Linked DNA regions of Mus musculus: regions 1, 3, 4 and 5 are each linked to region 2. Evidence: chromatin contacts called from public HiChIP or PLAC-seq and promoter capture Hi-C data. All regions are on one chromosome and are shown on one strand. The core of a region is the stretch at or near the end of the contact, and the rest is flanking DNA. Distances in the headings are between cores, read along the strand shown. Region 1 has its middle 55 kb from the start of Gm22371. Region 2 holds the start of Sgo2a (shugoshin 2A). Region 3 holds the start of Tyw5 (tRNA-yW synthesizing protein 5). Region 4 holds the start of Ndufb3 (NADH:ubiquinone oxidoreductase subunit B3). Region 5 has its middle 7.5 kb from the start of Gm22371.

What was found. Promoter capture Hi-C pulls out the DNA fragments that hold promoters and counts their contacts. HiChIP or PLAC-seq counts read pairs in DNA pulled down with a chosen protein or histone mark.
Region 1: an H3K4me3 HiChIP or PLAC-seq map of embryonic limb bud shows a contact between it and region 2, with 3 times the contacts expected there. The contact joins the enhancer-like site here to the promoter of Sgo2a in region 2. A contact is called at or near these places in 6 of 39 promoter capture datasets (the C10 cell line, cranial neural crest, embryonic stem cells and 3 more), 11 of 115 datasets of contacts at active chromatin or transcription factors (bone marrow-derived macrophages, embryonic basal ganglia, embryonic forebrain and 3 more) and 1 of 9 other capture datasets (macrophages).
Region 3: a contact with region 2 is called in an H3K27ac HiChIP or PLAC-seq map of bone marrow-derived dendritic cells, with 14 times the contacts expected there. The contact joins the promoter of Tyw5 here to the promoter of Sgo2a in region 2. A contact is called at or near these places in 19 of 39 promoter capture datasets (the C10 cell line, the HPC-7 cell line, HPC-7-derived erythroid cells and 12 more), 1 of 15 datasets of contacts at CTCF or cohesin (the NIH/3T3 cell line), 11 of 484 Hi-C or Micro-C datasets (CD4 T cells, CD8 T cells, bone marrow-derived macrophages and 5 more), 50 of 115 datasets of contacts at active chromatin or transcription factors (the 230-238 cell line, the NIH/3T3 cell line, the SCID.adh cell line and 32 more) and 4 of 9 other capture datasets (adipose tissue, liver, macrophages and 1 more).
Region 4: a contact with region 2 is called in a promoter capture Hi-C map of pre-B cells, with 2.3 times the contacts expected there. The contact joins the promoter of Ndufb3 here to the promoter of Sgo2a in region 2. A contact is called at or near these places in 2 of 39 promoter capture datasets (erythroid cells and pre-B cells).
Region 5: an H3K4me3 HiChIP or PLAC-seq map of stem cell-derived neural progenitor cells shows a contact between it and region 2, with 12 times the contacts expected there. The contact joins the enhancer-like site here to the promoter of Sgo2a in region 2. A contact is called at or near these places in 20 of 39 promoter capture datasets (the 3T3-L1 cell line, 3T3-L1-derived adipocytes, the C10 cell line and 15 more), 2 of 15 datasets of contacts at CTCF or cohesin (the NIH/3T3 cell line and embryonic stem cells), 6 of 484 Hi-C or Micro-C datasets (bone marrow-derived macrophages, embryonic stem cells, forebrain and 3 more), 36 of 115 datasets of contacts at active chromatin or transcription factors (the NIH/3T3 cell line, the SCID.adh cell line, bone marrow-derived macrophages and 17 more) and 3 of 9 other capture datasets (adipose tissue, liver and macrophages).

What each region holds. Positions count from the first base shown.
Region 1 is chr1:57,476,270-57,479,171 of GRCm38.p6, reverse strand. No RefSeq gene overlaps it. Among named protein-coding and RNA genes, the nearest start is that of Gm22371, 55 kb to the right of the region's middle. Within about 2 kb of position 1,256, at least 24 of the 459 cell types and tissues checked have an H3K27ac peak or open chromatin away from gene starts, as enhancers often do. A contact at or near this core is called in embryonic limb bud and second pharyngeal arch cranial neural crest, where this site is marked.
Region 2 is chr1:57,994,625-57,997,512 of GRCm38.p6, reverse strand. Sgo2a (shugoshin 2A) reads right to left here and starts at 1,539. Exons shown (of 9, transcript NM_199007.2): 1 at 1,201-1,539.
Region 3 is chr1:57,405,311-57,408,140 of GRCm38.p6, reverse strand. It overlaps Tyw5 (tRNA-yW synthesizing protein 5), which reads left to right and starts at 1,467. Exons shown (of 8, transcript NM_001037742.2): 1 at 1,467-1,757. The coding sequence starts at 1,680. Maip1 (matrix AAA peptidase interacting protein 1) reads right to left here and starts at 1,875. Exons shown (of 5, transcript NM_001081181.3): 1 at 919-1,875. The coding sequence starts at 1,368.
Region 4 is chr1:58,585,070-58,587,769 of GRCm38.p6, reverse strand. It overlaps Ndufb3 (NADH:ubiquinone oxidoreductase subunit B3), which reads right to left and starts at 1,373. Exons shown (of 3, transcript NM_025597.3): 1 at 1,100-1,373. It overlaps Fam126b (family with sequence similarity 126, member B), which reads left to right and starts at 1,437. Exons shown (of 13, transcript NM_001310598.1): 1 at 1,437-1,558.
Region 5 is chr1:57,428,487-57,431,186 of GRCm38.p6, reverse strand. No RefSeq gene overlaps it. Among named protein-coding and RNA genes, the nearest start is that of Gm22371, 7.5 kb to the right of the region's middle. Within about 2 kb of position 1,261, at least 93 of the 459 cell types and tissues checked have an H3K27ac peak or open chromatin away from gene starts, as enhancers often do. A contact at or near this core is called in adipose tissue, craniofacial prominence, embryonic forebrain and 9 more, where this site is marked.

The DNA.
Region 1 (2,902 bases), core at 7-2,506, 520 kb after region 2:
CCTGGTACACAGTAAGTAATAGGAACAATTACAGCAATAACAACTGACATGTACTGAGTGCCCACTCCAGGCTAAGCACTCCAGGGGGTTCTGTCATTGGCACTTCATGATAGTCCTGTAAGGTAGGTGTTACTCTCTGTTTTGTAGATAAGGCAGGGAGGCTGAGACAGGGGAAATAACTTGCTTGAGATTTCACAGCTTTTAAGTGATGGATCCAGGATATAAGCCAGCATGCTTAATTATAGATTCCATGTTCTAAGCCATATGCTCAGCCTTTCGCTCCACTTTCCCACCAGAGGTATCTTTTTGGATAAAACTCTCTCTCAAAATATATGATATATATATGTATATATATATATATATATTTCTCCTTTGGAAAGTATTGTATAAAATGACCTTACAATATCTAGAGCGATTGATTATTAAGCACAAGATTGTCGTGTTTTATCCCACTCATTTGATTGTGTTTTCTGCCATGAGTATTTGTACTCCTTGTTTGTACATATGTTTCCCCGGGTTGTTAAAATGAAGTACTTTCAATGCCCTGACTCCTGGCTCTTGGTGGATTTAATAGTCACACAAGTGAGGCGCTGAACAGCCTTAGATTCCATCCCAACCACACTTCTTCAAAGGATGGGTCTTTTCATAAAGAAAATGGGGGTGTAAACAGATCCATGACAACTAAATATGTTAAGCGATTTGAAGACCATTTATTGAAGGTATATGATCTGGACACTGCTGTGCTAGATTTGTGGACAGTAAAAAGAAGCATGGTCACATTAAATAATACTTGCCACACCTGAGACGACCCACAGTTCAAAGAACAAATGTGCAATCCAGATGTTATGGGAAACTTCACATTCCTTTCCCTTCTAAAGTTCCCTGAAAGATTCCAGAGATTTCTACTTCAATATCACTTTTGAACCATAGATTCTGCCACCCCTGGAGTTTCATTTTCATTTTTTCTTTCTTCCTCATAATTGTTGACTTTACTCTGTTTCATACTAGCTGACAAGATGAACACGGAAAACTGCACTCAGACTTTGGGGAGAACTTTCACAGCAAGGAAAAGATAAGAGTTTTAAAAAGTGTGTGTGTGTGTTTATTTTTAAATTCTTATAGCAATTCTGGCCATTCAGGTCCTAGCATTCTACCATGTCTTGTTTTACTTTTCTGCTTTCATTGCTAACCAGTAATTTGTACCATGTGATCATGCAAAGCAATTCAGCTCTCCTCAGTGTGGCTCCTGGCTCTGCTGGATGCATGCAAATGCTCTCCAGCTGTTAGACTCTGGGCCATCTACTCTCATATCGATCTCCAGCACTGAACCAATATAAATACTTTTCCAGAAATATCAATCTTGCCACTCATCACTGGAGACTTACAAAGGGCAGGAACTGCTATGACTAGCTTGCATTTCAACAACATTTTTCCTTCTGTTATAACCAGTCTGGAAGGCTTGTGTGGAAGTATAGATTATGGGCTCAGATGGTAAGAAAGACTTGCAGGAAAGACCGAGATTTAAATCATGGAGGTGACTGTAATATAAGTGTAGCATGTAAATCGAAATGTTCAGATTAGGAGTCGCGAACCAAATGAAAATGTTTCTATTTTATAAGTCTCCCAAAATGTCATGTGCAATTTCTAAATAAGAGAAAAAAATCCATTGCAGTATAGAAACCCAAACAAGTGCCGTCACTCCAAACCTTGCCCACCAAATTGTCCAGCCACATAAGCTTACATGGCTGAAACAGAGCAAGAGAGGACTGTGCACTCTCTCTCTGGCTTTTCTCTCCTTCTTGATGTTTCTCTAAAAATTACAGAGGGTGCTGGAAAGATGGATTGGAGCCTCCTTATCTTGCAGAAAACCCAAATTGAGTTCCTAGCACCCATGTTTAGTGACACACATTGGTCTGTAACTTTATCCCCCAGCACACACAGACACCGACACACACACACACATGCCACAGACCCTCTGGGTCCCTGTGTCTGTGTGGAACGGGTCTCTAGTCACGGGTGGGCAAAGCGTGGATGAATGAGTGACAAACAGACACACACAGGAGAGATCGTGTGGAATCTGAGTGTAATTTTCAAATCGAGCATCAGACTTTTATGCAGAGGACAATAAGGAAGTTGGGTGACATATTCACAAGGTACAATTGAGGTAACCGGAATCTTACATAAAACAGAGGAATGCAAACACAAGAGGTCTAACGGGAACCACCTGGGATAGAATTCATTGATAACAGCTGGGATCAACAAGGGCTCCACCTAAGATTCACTAATCTTAGAAGCCAGAGTCAAGGGCTTCGCGCCCTTGCCTTAGTTCCTATTTTAGTCTCTTGTATAGTCCACCTTCCCCTTAGGCCATTGTAAATACGTGTGTATGGGTGTAACTCTGCTACAGTTCTAAGTATCTATTCTGGTTTCTCCCTTGGTCTGAAACTTCCTTCTTCCTTAGTGATGGTAAATTCCTGTGTAAGGGAGTGACTTACCTTTTACAATCTTACTGAATTCCAAGCCCATGATCTTGCTCAAGGACATTTCTAGGACTGTTGGAACACTGGCAGAAGGCTTTAGCCATGTCAGAATTCAATTTTAAAAAGCACTTATAATAGGAAAATACTGAAAGAGAGCACGTGGATCCATACACTAGACTAATGCGGGAATGGAAAATTAATGTATGGGTAGGGAATGCTAGACTCCAGGAGGAGAGCTTCCTTGAAACTCTTTTGCCTCGTGAGTGACTTTTAAGCCTTTCAGCTTGTCCAGCTGACTCTACCGGAGAGCGTAGCACACACACCCAGACACACACAGGTGCAAACACACACACACACACAGACACACACAAATACACACAAACACACATAGGCACACACAAATACACACAAACACACACAGG
Region 2 (2,888 bases), core at 290-2,789:
GAGAAAACAGATCAGAAAAAGCTTCACTGAGGTGCAGGTGGCGATGCTGGGCTATGTGCTCGAATGGGGTCAACGCCCCAAACCTATATTCCCGCCACAAGCCACTCTGCTCCTTGCTCTGAGTCCACAGAACAATCTCAGTGTTCCTTTTATGTCCATCACAAAAATCCCTAGATTCCACAAGATTCCTCATTATCTTTACCTTCCTCACCCTAACTGCCCTCCAACTCTTCCCAACCCGGAAGCGGTCCTATAGTAGGCTACAAAGTGACCTAGTCAGGTACCTGCAATTCTCAATCTATACATAGTCTGCAGATCTAGTATAAGGATCCAATGAAAAGATTCTTATTTATCTAGGCATCCCTAACGCCATCACAAACATCTTCACGGAGAAGAGCAGAGATTAGGGTAATGCTGACAGGCAGAAGTTTCTATTAAATGTGTTTTCTGCTGAACTCTTAGTGCCTGGCACATAGCAGCTCCTTGGATAAACATTTCTAATAGAAATATATATGAACACATGAAAGAACTTCTCAGTAGAAAAAAAATCTGCCCAATGTTGAAATGGTCATGTTTGAAAGCATTGAGCAGATGTGGAAAGCTGTTAAGCAAATGACCGAGAAGATGGTTGGGGGCGGGGGGCGAATTTCTGCAACGGGGAGGAAGTTCACTAGGAACGTTTCAACAGTAAAGTTCAACTGTTCTAAAGTTTCGCCCCCCCCCCCCACCAAAAACAAACAAACAAACCATAAAACCGCAGGGAAGCTGGTAGGCTAATTGCAGGTTTTCACCTCACAATCTGAGCAGGGAAACAAGGAGGCTAGCTGCAGATCTTCAACTTTCCCTCCAGTCCAATCCCCCGTCTCATCCACAGCCCTGTGGCAGACCTTCTACTGTGACCTCTTCTCATTCTTTGATCCCACTTCTGAGGGGGGCGGGAATAAACAGATCCTGATGACACACCCTGCTTTCCTCCCTCCTGTGGACCCCCATGCCACGCCCTAGCATATAGCACATCTCCATTTCTAAGTGTCAGCTCCCAATACCCAGATCCCGGCCAAGCTATTAGTTCTCTGTTCGAAACAAGCCTGGCAGAAGCCCTACCCTGGAGATGCGTGTAGGTGCATCCTTACCTACACGAAAGCAGCCGTTTCAGACCTGGTCACAAGGACCTAGATCCCTTTCCCTCCAGGTACTGACCTGAAAACTAGTGGCGACCCCTCGCCCAGCTGGGAGCTCAAAGTCAGAACAGAGGTTACCGCCCCGATCCGAAGGCGGCTCCGCGTCCCGGCTCCGCGTCCCGGCCCTGCAAGCCGACGCGCGGCGGCGAGGACTGAGGCGCCAGGAGTGGCTACCGAGAAGGGTTCCGGCTTCGCAGGCCTTGCTGGCCGCGCTGGCCTCGTCCACGCCTACCAGCGACCCCTTCAGCTGTGGGTGCCCACACTTGCCAGGGAAGCGCGACAATCCGCGAAGACCAGGATTCAGGTTTAAACTGCGCGGCAGTTAGCGTTTATGCTCCAGCCAATCAGATTCCGAGAAGGCGGCGCAAAGATGCGCTGCCACCCGGAAGTGGAAGACGGAAGGGGCGGGACGTACTGGAGAGGGTCGAGTGGGCGTGGCTGGGTGAGCCGGGCGGGCTGCAGCGAGCGTGAAAAGGTTCTCCTTGCCTCTCTGAGCTTCTGGTAGCCATTTCCACCAGCCCTGACAGAGAGGGCCATTCACCACGGATAAAGGGACACTCTGAGGGTTGGCAGGCACCTCTAGTCCTTCGCAGGGCTTTGTGTTGTTCACTGTGTGATTATTTGTCTGCATCCAGTTTCTGCATTCTTGCCTTCCAATTGTGATCCTTGCTTCTTTACACTTCACTTAAAAGCCTTTCTCAATTTTGCACTTGGAAGTGCTGCAATGATACTCCATTTTAGCAGAGTACACAGAGTGGCATTTTAAACTATTTCAACTATATTTTAAAATGTGTTAGTCTTATTTTTCAAGTCAGTTTGGTTCTTTTTACAAAAGGTTAATAATAATATATATATGTAGAATTTCGAGAAACGATATTTTAAAAAACTGCTCTGTTCCATCATATTAAAAATACAAATAGAAGCCAGGCAGTGATGGTGCATACCTTTAATACCAGCACTTGGGAACCTTTAATACCAGCACTTGGGAGGCAGAGGCAGGCAAATTTCTGAGTTCGAGGCCAGTCTTGTCTACAGAGTGAGTTCCAGGACAGCCAGGGCTACACAGAGAAACCCTGTCTTGAAAAACCTAAATAAATAAATAAATACTACAAATATGGCATTTAGAGGTCATGAGCATTTGTTGCAAAGGACCCAGGTTTAGTTATCAGCACTCACATGGTGGCTCACAGCCATCTGTAACTCCAATTCTGGGGAATCTTATGTCCTCTTCTGGCCTCTGCAGGCACCAGATATGCATATGGTGTACATACATACATGCATGCGTACATTCGGGCAAAATATACATATAAAATAATAAATCTTTTAAAAAGAACCTTGTCATCCCTAGGTGGGGCAGTCTCTGGATGGCCTTTCCTTCATTCTCTGCTCCACACTTTGCCTCTGTATTTCCTCCTGTGAGTAGCCTGTTTCCCCTGCTAAGAAGCACTGGAGCACTTTGGTCTTCCTTCTTCTTGAGCTTCATGTGGTCTGTGAATTGTATCTTGGGTATTCTGAGCTTCTGGGCTAATATCTACTTGTCAGTGAGTGTGTACCATGTGTGATCTTTTGTGACTGGGTTACCTCACTCAGGTTTTCTAGTTCCATCCATTTGTCTAAGAATTTCATGAAGTCATTGTTTTTAAATAGCTGAGTAGTGCTCTGTTGTAGAAATGTACCACATTTTCTGTTCCTCGGTTGAAAGACATC
Region 3 (2,830 bases), core at 218-2,717, 590 kb after region 2:
CATTTACAACTACATGAGTTGGGTATAAATGGCTAGGAATTGGGGAAAATCTGAATAAGTCAGAAGTAAAATTAAAAATACCAGCATATAGTCAATGTTGTTAAATTATTATCCTGATGGTCTATTCCAGTATGAACTGGAGAATAAACTATGACTTCTACCTTTGTATTAATCAACAGTTTTGAAATGCTAGGGACTGACAACCTAAGAAAATGAAAGGAGATTTAAAAAGTCTTCCTGGAAAGAAAAGCATGTACACACAAACTGTGTCAATGATCTTGAGATTCAAAGTGACCATTGTTAAGGCAACATCACTTGCTATTCAGAAAGGTCACGATGGGCAAAGTCAGAGCTAGGAATCACCAGTGTGCTAGACCTGGACACTAAGTAGACCAGCAGCCTCAGCAAACTCTTATCCTTGACAGAATATATAGGTAGAGAATGCAGAAGGCAATTCAGATCTGTCAAACAGCTGGTAGGAAACTGCCTTTGTACCTGAAATGATATGTTATTACTTTGGCAGTGTTATCTTATTCCTCACCATAACTTACTCCATTCGATTTACTTAACAAATACTTATGAAGTGCCTACTATGTGTGCCAGGCACTGTCTTCTCTAATCTTCTAATTCTGGAAAAATCATACCCAAAGGATTAACTAATTTTAGAGTGGCACTGACAAACAGGCTTTGAACTTAGGCCTTCATCCTAGTTTCTTGAATGAACCCCTCCTCCCTGACGACCATGCGAACACACTTAGAAGCTTATTAAAGTCCTGAAGTGGCCGAAAGATTCAGTGTCTAGGTCACTACCATCGTTGGATACCACGGGTCGCAATGAAGAAACTTCATGGCTAAACACTTGATCACGGAAACGCTGAATGCACGAGGCAGAGAGGTCAGTTAGGGGAGCAAACAAACCTGCTTCGCCCCTTCAGAGAACTCAGCGATACTGAACTCTTTGTCGAAATAGGCCCAAATAAGGAAGGCGTAAATTCGAGTCCGGACCCAGTTGATGGGATTGGAAAATCCCAGAATGATCATTCTGGTTCTCTGGCGTTGCTGGGGCTGCTCCTCGGTGCTGTAGCTGCGGCTGGGACTAGCGGGTAAAGAAGCGAGGGCTGGAGGATGTTCTACCCGGCCGAGAAGGGATCTTCGGGAGCTCCAGGAACGCAACGCAGGGCTTGTCCAGGCCCGAGTGTAGCGAGGGATCGGAGCCGCGCTTGAGCCCAGGCGACGGCGGCACAGGCAGCAAATTTCAGTCAGCGTCAGCCTCACCTCGGTGCTACCGAGAGTCCGGAGTCGGGTGACCGGGCCGGGCAGCGGCCGGGAAAGCAGGGGCAGAGGTAGGAGACGGGCGGCCAGCGCCATGTTTGTGACCTTTCACCTCTGCATGCCTGTGCAGTACTGAAAGCAGGCCGGAGGGAAACCAGCTCGCCGGGGTTGGAGAAGTGGAGCCAAGGCCGCCTCGCTGCCGCCGCCTCGGGTGAGTCCTCTCATTTCGGCTGTGTTAGCCCTCAGCCCAGGCCGAAGCCCTCGGGCTCCCCGCCGTGCGCACTTCGAACCAGCCGCCGCCCTCTGGGGTCAGTCACCTACGCGGACCATTTCTTCCGGAGTAGTGTTTCCAGGGGAAATCACGCGTGGAAGAACTCGTCCAAATTCCCAGGCCTGTGAATTTCACCATGGCTGAGCAGCGTCTTCCGGTACCCCGGCTGCGGGGCGTCTCCCGGGAGCAGTTCATGGAGCATCTTTATCCACAGGTGAGGAGGCCCGCCGCGGAAAGGCAGGGGAGACACCCCGGTACCTTCTGGCGGCCCATCTGCTCTCCTGCAACCCAGAGATTGTTCGGGGGAAGAGAAGGCGCTCTGCTGTCAAGGGAGTGAGCGGAAGGGACCTGTAGCCCTGCTCGGGAATTCAAAGCCCCGGAGAGAAACGGCCCCACATTTTTGGGGAGCAGGATGACCGGAGAAAGCTGGGTGGCACGAAGCTCACTGAGAGGTCGCGCGTGTGGCTTTCTGACCTCACGTGCTCCCTTTCTATGGAGTTTTTCCTAAAGTCTAGTTCAGGATCCCTCGCCCTTCTCTTGCTTGGTCCTAACAGCCCCTGGAGTATTTCGAGATATTAGATTTTTGAAACTCGATATTTCAGTCTAATGAAGGATTGCAACAGGGAAACCAATGGAAATCGTCTCGTAGGTTTCCTCTGGTACAAGTCATTCCTTGATTTAAGCCAGAATCATAATTAAGGATTAAGCCCTTTAGTTTTGTTTTGTTGTTTTGTTTTTTCCGAGACAGGGTTTCACTGTATAGCTCTTGCTGTCCTGGAACTCACTCTGTAGACAAGGCTGGCCTCGAACTCATAAATCCGCCTGCCTCAGCCTCCGAAGTGCTGAGACTAAAGGCGTGCGCCACCACCGCCCGGCTCCCTTTAGTTTTTAAAGAAAGAAGTAGCAGAAAGCAGTTAGATTTAAGAAAAGAAAATAAGTTTGCTCTCAGGACTTTTCAAGAAAGTCCAAGTATCAGAATAACAGAGTAAGGATTCTGGCGATTATTCTAAGGGAAAAAGTCTCTGAAGTATATTAGTGGTAGTAAGATAGGATCTGTAGCTACAGCTACGCTATGCTGCTGGAGCAGCCTGAAGTGTTCCTTTGAGAAGACAGGATTACTGATGACCCTAGAAGAATTTCTAATTGAGTCAATATAAGGCAGAGTTTAAGTTTACTAAGAAGTTGTAGTTCATGTTTCAAGAGAGATGCTTTGGGCTAATACTATAGTTTGATCAGGTAAAACCATGGTTCACTAACATTGCACAAGGAGGTTAAGATGTGTCTTTT
Region 4 (2,700 bases), core at 124-2,623, 590 kb before region 2:
TGTTTATTTACTTGAGACAGTCTCACAAAGCTCAGTCTCACCTCAAACTTGGTATGTAGCCAGGGAAACTTTGAACTCTTACTCCTTCTGTCTCTGTCTCCCAACTGCCAGGAGTACAAGCCTGTGCATCATGCTGGGCTCCTATTTTTAAGAGTATTTCTTTAAAGTCATGTGTGGTGTGTGTGTGTGTGTGGATGTTCATGCAGAGGTCAGAGGGCAACCTAATCCAACTGGTTCTCTCCTCTTCCACAGAATGAGCGAGTTCTACTGCACTGAGGGCTCAACAACAGGAAATTATTTCACCTTTAGAACTGTCCGTTTAAGAACAGAAAAAAAAAAGGATTCAACCATGAATGAACACATAATTATGGAAAATTTAAATGCTATCTGCCTATGTCAGAAGTGAACTCAAAAGTTTGGTGATGATCAACCTTCACTAACGATGGCTTGTTCTATCTAGCACTGGGGAAATGTTGACTTGCTTTCCCTAAGGAAGAAGAATGTTACATCCATTACATATAATTTTACAGTTTATCAGGGATTTTCAAGGGTGTATCTCAAATTTCCCTCATTTAAAAACTGAGATGACCATTAAAATATGGGAAAATACAAATGAACTGCTATTACTTTAGTATCCAATCCTTAATCCTAGGATTATGCAGTAGTCTTGATTTTGTGACTTGCTCTTTTTCACTTAAGCACTGTGTCGTAAACACTTATATTTGGGAAACCGTACTTAAAATACAAGCTTGTGAAGCAACCGTTGCAATTATTTCTTCTAGTTTTAAGTATTTTCGGGTCTGAGCTGTTCTTTACCCTATTCAAATACAACCCAAAAAGCCAGGAGGCGAGGAGTACATTGCATCTGGTAGCGGCGGTTTAAAACATCTCTGGGATTTAACAACCATCGTAATTCTCAAGACATCCTTCATCCGCCTCAACACAGCCCAGCAAGAACCTTGCAGCGGCGCTCCCTAGCTAGATCCCGGATCTTCTCCCGGTCTTATCGGATCCCTTCAGCCCTCTCCACTTCTGCATTCCCTGGATAAAGTTTAGATTATGCGTAATCCAGAAGTCTCCCACCAGCTCCCTAAATTACCTGACAGCAATCTGACCTCCCGGGACACTCAATATTCAACCTTACAGCCGGAGACAACCGGAAACGGACGTTGTTTCCTCTAGTTTCTTACGACAGGAAAATGGGGGAGATGGTAAACGTTCCGGTACTGGCGCAAGGCTCCCAGACAACGTAGAGATGACATGAAGGAGCCTGGAAGTAGAGATTATTTCCCACACTTTGCAGCTGGAGTCTGCTTGAGGTAGAAGATATTGAGGAGAAGGACGATAAAGCCGTGTTTGTCTTGCTCCAGGACGGAATCTTTAGGCGGAGCACCGAGAGGCGGGCCAAAGTCATAGCGCAGCCAATGAGAGCGGTTGTTATTAAGCGCGTGGGCCCACTCAATGAGAAGGCTGGTTGTTATGCTGCAGTTGGCAGGCTGCTGCGGGAGGCGGTGGCGGTGGCGGTGGCGGTAGGAAGCCTGAGGCTGCGGGGTGACAGGTAGGCGGCGGTGCTGTCTTGGGGGGGTTGCGGGGGGGGGGGCGCACGGTGCCGGGTGAAGAGGAATTTCTCCTCCGGCTTCGGACGCCGTAGTCGGGAGCTGACGAAGGTGAAGTGGGAAGGCAGCAGGACTGTTGGATCCGAAGCCCTGCAGACCTGGGAGCAAGCTCGGGAGGGTCGTGAGGAGAAGGCGTCTGCCGAGGCGGCTTGGGGATGAGTGTTGTGGGGCAACTTGGGGCCCTAGCAAGGGCGTTAGGGTGTCGGTGGCGCGGGCTGAGGCGGGAAGGAGGCGGGAGCAAGACACAGGTAGTGAGGGCTGAAGGGATGTCTTGCAAGAAGCCTCAGGTAAGAGAAGGACGTGGTATTGCAGACACCTGCGTGAAATCCTAGGTGTTCTTAGGGCCGTTTGCTGGGATGGGGAGAGGTGCGGAGAAGAAAGATATTTATTGGTGGTCAGCTCTAGAAATTGGTGGTTGTACATTATGTAACCCATGGCAGTTATTTTTCCAAGTAACTCGACTGACCCTGGTAGAAGAAGAGCTCTGCAACCCATTGATGTATCTGAGCACTTTGTTCTTGTTGGCTCCAGCGTTCTCTCTACCGAGGCAGGGTCTGTAGGAGGAGGACAGCGTGAAGGCAAGAGTAGTCACGAAGCGCTTATCCCAAATATGGACTTTGGTTGCGAGACAACACGATGTTAGCTTTAGAGGAATGTTGTCAGATTCGTGTTTTGTAGTACAGGAATTTGCTTTGCGGCTTTAACCTTCAGAAAAGTGGAGAGCCTTTTAAATCTATAGACGAAGATAAATGTAGATTAGAAAATGAACAGTAAATTGGTAGACAACTCGCCCCCAGTGTTAAGGACTGTGAAAATAAGTTGGGAATCTTAGCAGAGGAGTGTCAACTTTTAAGTGATTTCCCTTGTTAAGTCTAGGAAGCTAGTTGTGAGTTATGCCTTAGGCTTAAAAAAATAAGTTCGTTGAATGTCATGGACATAGATAAAATTTATGTACAAATTTAAAACTATTTTGTTTTGAAAAGTCTTTTAAATCCACGGTTTGAATGGTGAAATACAGTCCTAAACAAATCCCTGTCGGCGAATATTGTGGAAGGGCACTTTTATAACTCATTGGAAAAATATC
Region 5 (2,700 bases), core at 12-2,511, 570 kb after region 2:
CTCTCTCCACGTCCTCTTCTCATCTCAAAAGAACCAGACAATGGAATCAGGACTCACCCTAATCCAGAATGTTCTCCTGGATACATGTGTAAAGTTCTGGAAAAGATCGGAGTCTCAGTTTCCCTATGGATACAGATTTGGTGAGCACTACCGATACTCAATGGCTGGTCGAAAGGACACATGACGGGGACAGCGTCAGCCTTCAAGAAATAAGAGAGCATCTTCCTGTTTTTGTTATTTTTGCCACTGCAGATGCTGTTGGTGTCTTTTTAGGGAGTACGGGATGTAGCAGTGGTTCAAATGAAAATGTCCTCTGTAATAATTGCAGGTATGAATACTCAGTCCCCGGTTGGTGAAAGTGTTTGGAGAGGTGTGGTTTTGCTTCAGGAAGTATGTCACTGGGGGTGGACTTTGAAAGTAAGAGCCTCCTGCAGTTTCTGGTTTCTCTCCCTTTGTGCTTATGGCTGCAGTTTGGTCTTCAAACTCTGGCTGTGCCTGCTGCTTGTTACCATGGCTCTACTTTTTTTTTGGTTTTTTCGAGACAGGGTTTCTCTGTGTAGCCCTGGCTATCCTGGAACTCACTTTGTAGACGTAGACCAGGCTGGCCTCGAACTCAGAAATCTGCCTGCCTCTACCTCCCAAGTGCTGGGATTAAAGGTGTGCGTCATGACGCCCGACTCAACAGGAACTCTTATCTCTCTGGAACTGTAAGCCAAAACAAGTTCTTTCCCTTAAGTTGCCTGGACTATGGTACTTTAGCACAGCAGAAAAAAACAGGTTTACTTAGGGGTGGAAAAAGCAAGGCTGGGGAGCAGTGGGGATAGAGGCAGTTGGAAGATCCAGCTGGGAAGATGGTTCAGCGACCAAGAATGAGAAAGTGTTAGGTAACATTCCTCCAGTGGACTTGTTTGGTTCCTGTAGTCTCCATGACAACACTCAGGGATAAAGTATCAGGAAAATGGACAATGTACCTAGCCCCAGGCTGGGTCTGCCCAATTAGTGTGGCTTCCCTTACTTGGGAGAAAGGAAACAAGAAGATGGGAGGGGGGTGTTTAAGAACACTTTTCCCCCTCCTATTAAACATATTTCAGAATATTTCTTAAGGGAGGAAGAAGAGGAGACTAGATTCTAGAAGTGACGCTTCGAGGGAACGCAGGGCTTCTTGCCGAAAAGGAAGTAATTGTCGACGGGGATCCCTGAGCCCTGGCAATAAATCAAGCGGAACAAAGATGTGAAAGCAGCTGGAAGAGCGGGTGCCTCTTCCTTCCCTAGGCAGGGATGGCAGGCATCCTAGACACTGAAGCTTTTGTTAGTAATGTGATCTGAATACGCCAAAATCTCACCCTGAGGTTAAAGTGTACTCTGCCAGGCGTCGCTGCAAACAGTTTCATACAGATATGGCACACATCTTTGGAAAAGATGGAAGGATAAGAGTAAAGTCACAGCTACTGAGTACAAAAAAGAAAAAAAAAATCTTTTGATCCTCTTTTTTCTAGAGACTGTTCTGGTAGCCTTGTCACTGGATGCTCTTGGTACTGGTTTTAAATTATGGACCTATTGACAGAGTGGTGAAGTCTGTAGATTTCTCATCATTAAAAAAAATGCTTTAAAGTAAATACACTTAAAACTAAATAAAACCGTCTATAACAACTCAAAGCAAGCCAGTGGTATCAAAAGGTAGGTATTAAAATGTCAAAACAAAACCAACAGATATGTGATATGGTTCTATGTGTACTTCTATATTAATGTGCTAAATAACAAGAGCTAGCAGCAGGTTCCACAGTTACTGCAGTTTTAAAGCAATGAAGAGTGTGAGCAGTGTTTCTAGCTGTCCCGAGTGGGAGCTGCAAATTATCTTTGACTTGCGTTCACAATTGAATCAAAACTCTCCATTTCAGCTGGAGATGGATAAAAACCAACACGGGGTTTGCCCCCATTCCAGTTCTCGGAATTCTATCTGCCAAGATTTGTGCCCCGTCCCAATTTAAAGGCTACACCATGTAAACCTCACAGGCACCCAGTTTTTGGTGGGGTTCTGCCAGACAGAGGAGTACCGACCATTATGTTAGCAAAGGCTGCCGCCTGCTGGCCAAAACATTCAGACTGTTCACTTAATTGGCTGTGTTAGAAAACAATGGGGCAAGCTATTAATTCACTGACTCGCATCTAGAAATGGAGCAGGAGGCTACTTGTCAACCCAGCCCCATGGCATCCAATCAGTGCAGATTTAAAAGCCCCCTTTGGCTTAGCTGGCAAGTGCTGATGGCTGGTACTGTTGGTCATTAGCAATGTGGGACAAGACGCCAGCATGGCAGGCTGTTTCTAGGGAGATTGCTCTGCTCAATTCTGATCTGTGAAAGTACAGATCGCTTAAAGGTTAGATTTCCCAGTGGGCTTGTCTGACCAAGGTGTTCAGGATCTACTTTCAGTGCTAAGGGCATGGGGCTATATGGAGAGGAAGGAAAAGGAATTCAGAGCGACCCGTGTGCCAGAAACCAGCTAAGTACTTTCACGTATGCGGCTGCATTTAATTTCTAAGAGAATCCTGTTACTGTTATGATGAGGACTGAAAACAGTCACTAAGGCTTAGAAAGGAAAGTTGGCACCATCACTCGGAACGCATGCACCGCTTGGGAGCTCGCTTGCTTCCCAGTCTCTGCTCTAGTGGGTAGGTAGGCAAAGATTCTCACAGCAGTGCCT